Linked DNA regions of Mus musculus: region 2 is linked to region 1. The links are chromatin contacts, called in public HiChIP or PLAC-seq maps. All regions are on one chromosome and are shown on one strand. The core of a region is the stretch at or near the end of the contact, and the rest is flanking DNA. Distances in the headings are between cores, read along the strand shown. Region 1 has its middle 50 kb from the start of Gm33337. Region 2 has its middle 29 kb from the start of Gm33624.

What was found. HiChIP or PLAC-seq counts read pairs in DNA pulled down with a chosen protein or histone mark.
Region 2: a RAD21 HiChIP or PLAC-seq map of pro-B cells shows a contact between it and region 1, with 4 times the contacts expected there. The contact joins two enhancer-like sites. A contact is called at or near these places in 2 of 15 datasets of contacts at CTCF or cohesin (large pre-B cells and pro-B cells), 1 of 115 datasets of contacts at active chromatin or transcription factors (large pre-B cells) and 1 of 9 other capture datasets (embryonic stem cells).

The regions. Positions count from the first base shown.
Region 1 is chr10:118,664,838-118,667,546 of GRCm38.p6, forward strand. No RefSeq gene overlaps it. Among named protein-coding and RNA genes, the nearest start is that of Gm33337, 50 kb to the right of the region's middle. Within about 2 kb of position 1,339, at least 12 of the 459 cell types and tissues checked have an H3K27ac peak or open chromatin away from gene starts, as enhancers often do. A contact at or near this core is called in pro-B cells, where this site is marked.
Region 2 is chr10:118,977,074-118,979,782 of GRCm38.p6, forward strand. No RefSeq gene overlaps it. Among named protein-coding and RNA genes, the nearest start is that of Gm33624, 29 kb to the right of the region's middle. Within about 2 kb of position 1,313, at least 36 of the 459 cell types and tissues checked have an H3K27ac peak or open chromatin away from gene starts, as enhancers often do. A contact at or near this core is called in pro-B cells, where this site is marked.

The sequences.
Region 1 (2,709 bases), core at 89-2,588:
CAAGGGAGGGGAGGCAGGAGGCAGCAACAGCATGCCCTGCTATAAATCCCGCCCAGGGCTGACCTGCTGCTCACACTGTTCCCTGCTCACCACAGCTTGCTGTGATCCTGCCAGAGACAACTCTGGAAGCCTCCACAGCGTTGTCTAAGCGTTCCTGTCTCACAGAACACACTGGCTGTCCCTGCTACTGTTACCACTGGGATGCATTGCTCATCCCAGCTCCTTTGTTGCTGTAACTCCTGACTCCAATCCTATGTCTGGGCTTGGATCAGCTAAACCTTAGCCACATGATCATTCTAGTCGCATAGGAAGGTCAGAAAAGAAGCATCCAATGTCTGGACAGTTCTGTAACAGCACAGTGGCCAGGACTCATAGAGAGGGACCTTTGATGAAACACCCGACAGTAGGGAGAGGGAACTTATAGAGCCCACCTTCAGCAGGAAGACAGGACATCAGTGAAGTTGCCATCCCACAGTCACACCTTTGACCCATAACTGTTTCTGTCTGAAAGAATTACAGGGATGAAAATGGAGAGGAGCCTGAGAAAAAGAAGGTCCAGCGACAAGCCCAAAGTGGGATCCAGCTCAAGGGGAGGTCCCAAGGCCTGACACTATTACTGAGGCTTATGGAGTGCTCACAGAAAGGAATCTATCATGACTGCCCTCTGAAAGACCCAACAAGCAGCTGAAAGAGTCAGGTGGAGTTATTTACACCCAAACAATGGACCCCTCTTGTTGAATTAGGGAAGGCTGAAAGAAGCTGAGGAGGAGGGCAACCCTGTAGGAGGACCAGCAGTCTCAATTAATCTGGACCCCCTAGAGCTCTCAAACACTGGACCACCAAACAGGCAGCATACAGCAGCTGATATGAGGCCCCCAACACACATACAGTAGAGGATTGCTGGGTCTGTGTTCATACAGAGATGGTGCACCTAATCCTCGAGAGACTGGAGGCCCCAGGGAGTTTAGAGGTCAGGTGGGGTGGGGGGTGAGGGCATCCACGTGGAGACGGGGTGGGGTGGGGGGAGGTGTGAGATGTGGAGTAGACGGAGAGTGGATGGGAGGAGCGGGGAATGGAATAGGGAGTGTAAAAAGTGAATTACAAATAAAATTAAATTAAAAGCAAGTCATGTCATAAAGAATTTCTCCAACATAGGATAGTAATGAAGTCAAAGCCTCTTCCCCCCCACAGAAGTACTAAGTACCACTCCATCTTTTATACAGTGACCTCCACTGGGCTTAGTCCTCTGCACGAATCCTTTCATATAGTGGAGTGTGTGTAGCACACTTGTTCTCTTCTTATAGGAGGAAACGGAAGTTTACAAAAGTTAGAAGCACCGCATATCCCCAGAAGCAGTGTGGTCTGGAGCTAAGCCTCTAACCAGAGTCCTGACCACAGAGCCAAGCCTAACAAACCCACCTGCTGTGTTTCCCCAACTGCCTATACCACCTCCTTAGGGTTTGGATAAAGAGCTTTTCTTGCCTACTGCTGAGACACTGGAGTCATCATTAAAATTAAACTTCCATTGTAAGTGGTCTTTACAAATGACCATTAAAATTCAGGAAACTGTGCTAAGTGTCAACTCAAGCGGACTGGTTGCTGCTCATTGCTGGTAACATCCCCACGGTGCATTTCACTCATTAAGCACCTTTTGCAATGCCATCCTCTTAGCTTGCCTAACTAACACCTGTTAGGAACGAATTCTCAGGGACAGCATTGTCAACCAAGCTATCTGTGCTTCCCTCTTAGTGGCAAGGATAGGGAGCCCGGGGAGAATGGATCATGGCCTAAGATGAGCCACATGTATTCAAAAGCACGAATGGACACATTAGCATTAGGCTAGATCCCAAATCTACCTTAGCTTTTTTGCTAATCCCTTTTTTGAGACAGTCATATATAAACATCCACACATAAGCACCAAGAAAAAGACTGCCTGCCATATAGGTTGTAACTGTAAATAAGCCACTTCAAAACCAAAGGTGCTAGGTGGTGAGGTAGGGTGTTTTGTTTTGTTTTGTTTTGTTTTGTTTTGTTTTGTTTTGCTGAGAAACCCATTGCAACCAAACTGGGAAGACATAGCTGTTTGGAAAGGGGCATTAAAATGAGCAAGGCTAGAGATACCATTCTGCAGTGGGAGAGTCCCTGTTACTACTGTCGGCTGAATCCAGTATTGGAAGGAAAAATAAATAAATGAAAGAAGGATGGAACAAGGGAGGGAGGGAGAGGGAGGGAGAGGGAGGAGGGGGAGGGGGAGGAGGAGGGGAGGGGGAGGGGGAGGAGGAGGGGAGGGGGAGGTGAGGGGGAGGGGAGGGGGAGGGGAGGGGGAGGGGAGGGGGAGGGGAGGGGAGGGGGATACTGTGTAGATACCAAAATAGCAAAGAGAGGTCTCTGAGGAACAGGACATGCTGAGGCAGCCACCTAGGGAAGGTCCAACCTGTGCCCTGGCATGGACAGTACTTATAGCTAGCTGCTTGTCTTTGGGGACAAAGGACCACAGCTCGAGAACTTCAGATAGATACCAGGAAAACATAGAAAGGAAAATGAAGTGTAGAGACAGACTGTGGTGAAGGAAACTGACATATCTACGAGAAGACGATCCATCCGAACAAGAGTCCCGTGATCACAATCAAAATCTGAATCACCATAGGTGATTGTGCGGTTTCTTCTCTAGTTGCTTAACAATCCTTATTACAGAACTTGAGCCGATCA
Region 2 (2,709 bases), core at 63-2,562, 310 kb after region 1:
GAGATCCTGCCTTCATCCAGGTAACCAGGGATGGTAACAAAATCAAGTGGAAGGTGCACCCGACCCCAGAGACTTTGCTAAAGGATGAAAACCGCCAAGTACCTTAGGGTACGAGCCCAACGCTCGTGAGACCCTAAGGCTGAGAGACTCATGTTTCCTTTCCAGCTGATCCAGGTTAGAGTTTGCCTTCAAGAGGAATTGGTGTGGCTTTGCAAGTCAGGACGCAAGGGGAAGTAGTTGCTATTTCCAGAGGCGGTTGCAGGCAGATGTTAGGGACAGGGCAGAGATTTTCTGTAGCTTCCAGAGAACTTTCCAGAGCTGCCTGCTTTGGCCCAGCAGATGAGGTTTCTCTAAGCCTCCTGAAAAGTGGAGCAGCAACCAGGCAAGCCACCAAGATGAGCCTACTCACTTAAACCATCATTGATTGAAACTGTGACCTCCAGCACAGGCATCCTTGTCCCCCTCTCTGCATCCCACAGTGTCACTGAAACCCCAAGTTCTCTATTTAACCCTTTGTGTCTGGCACACAGAAACTGCCTTCTATTCTCAGAACTCTGCCTGCATCACATGTGTGAGACCACATGTAACATCATTTTAACCTTTGGGTTTGTTTGGTTGGTTTTTTTCTTCTTAGAAATGAGAAGATATTAAACAGATCATCCACAGATGGAATCAAATTTTGTTTTCTGTAACATTTGAGGTGTTCCTGACTGGAAAGCTCGGTGTTAGCATTAGGAGACTTTGAATGTCCTCCAGTGAACTCTTATAGAAAGCACCTACACGGAGTTAGATTATGATGCATTTGCAGTTCAGGGCAGGCAGAAATGAGAAGTGAGCACAGTCAGGCAGAGATCGCACAGCCCCAGGGAACTTGAGCTACAAGCTGCTCACACAGCATCCTCCTAAGAATTTGCAAATTCTGTCTTATTCAAATCCTTAACCTGAGAATCCAAAGCTATAAGTGTTAGGCCCTGGAGCCTCGGATACCTGACCTTCAGCAAGGTGGGCTGGAATTGGGAGGTGCACTCTGACCCAAAGACTAGAGGAAAGATACAACTGTACGCCTCGGAATTGGTGGGACGCATTAGCATCAGAGGACAGCACACAGCGTGCATGGGGTCTGAGTTTCCTACTATGAAGGCTGCTAAGAGCGCGACCTTCAGATTCACTGATGTAGAACCAGCCAAGTTATCAAGAGTTGCAGCTTCTTTGCTGGCTGTGGTGGGACCCAGAAAACTCTCCACATTCACTGTCTGAGCCCCCTTTAGGCATTTCCGGTTCGAAGGGCTTTTACTGCCTTGGGCGTTGTCTTTGCTGTTCTGTCTCACAGGCATCCACAGCCTGTGCACCTGGTGCTGTCTGGCGCACGTGTGCTTGCCTTGCTTGGATGGCTGCTCCCTCAGGAAGCTTTCTTGACGGGGATCTAGCCCATGCACCTCCCTTCTCGGTCCTTCTACAGCTCCTCAACTAGTGGCTGCTACTTCCTTATTGCCAAGTGTTGCCCTTAGCCCTGAACTGTGTTATCTCAGCTCTTACAGCTTCCCAGGAGAGGGCTCAGAGGAAAACCTGGAGACAGAAAGGTTCAACATCTTGCTTGTGTCAGAAGCTGGAAAGATTTGGGGTCAGGACTCTGGAGGTCAGAACTTACTCTCTGGAGTCCTGTTATTACCCGGGCTTGTTTTGTGATGATCCTACCAAACTGAGCTCAGAAAAAGAAAGAAAGAAAGAAAGAAAGAAAGAAAGAAAGAAAGAAAGAAAGAAAGGAAGGAAGGAAGGAAGGAAGGAAGGAAGGAAGGAAGGAAGGAAGGAAGGAAGGAAGGAAGGAGAAAAGAAGAAGAAGGAGAAGGAGAAGGAAAAGAAGAAGAAGAAGAAGAAGAAGAAGAAGAAGAAGAAGAAGAAGAAGAAGAAGAAGAAGAAGAAGAAGAAGAAAGAAAGAAAGAAATTATACTGAAAGCTTATGTGACAAGGATTATTTATTTCATGTCCTGTTTCCAGTTCTCATCTCATCTCAGTTGAGACTGTCACTGTCCCCATTTTGCAGATGAGAATGGAAGCTGCTCCTTTGCCCCACCTTCTCAACTCCTCTGATGTGTTCTGAATGTCCCCAGTGTTCTGAATGTCCCGTGTTCTGAATGTCCCCTGTGTGTGAAGGCTCTAAGACAGAAAAGACCCAGCAAAAGCCAAGAACTGCAGCCTCAGTCCCACTAAGTACTAAGTCACAGGGGACCATGCTGGAGACCAGAACAGCCTTCTTCAGCAAGGGGCCACCTCTCGCAGCACAATGAGAGGTCGCTTCTTCCTGACCTCAGGACCATGACAGCTGGCTTGGGAAGAGGCTACAGCAAAGAAGCAGACCTTCAACAAGGCTCAGCTGCCAAAGTCGGAAGTCGGAAGCCGTGACCCCTCCCTGGGGCCTGGAAAGCTGAGACACAGCTGGGCTCCTTCTGCGCTGGCTTTGGGTCACACCTGGGGCTGCGCAAGCAGGAGACCCTTGCGCATGCGCTGAAGAGAGACGAGCACTCCTGCTGCGACAGGCAGGTAGCCAAGTCTCCACTAGGGGTAGGAGAAAGACTAGCTCTGTGCTCTTCGAAGCAATAGAAGTTCTCCCAAGCCTCTGGGGAGAAGGAAACATTTCTGTGGTGTTGGGGCTCCACGTGGGGGTGAAACTCAGGCTGAATATCAGGAATGGTTAAAGCACATGGGTCCTTG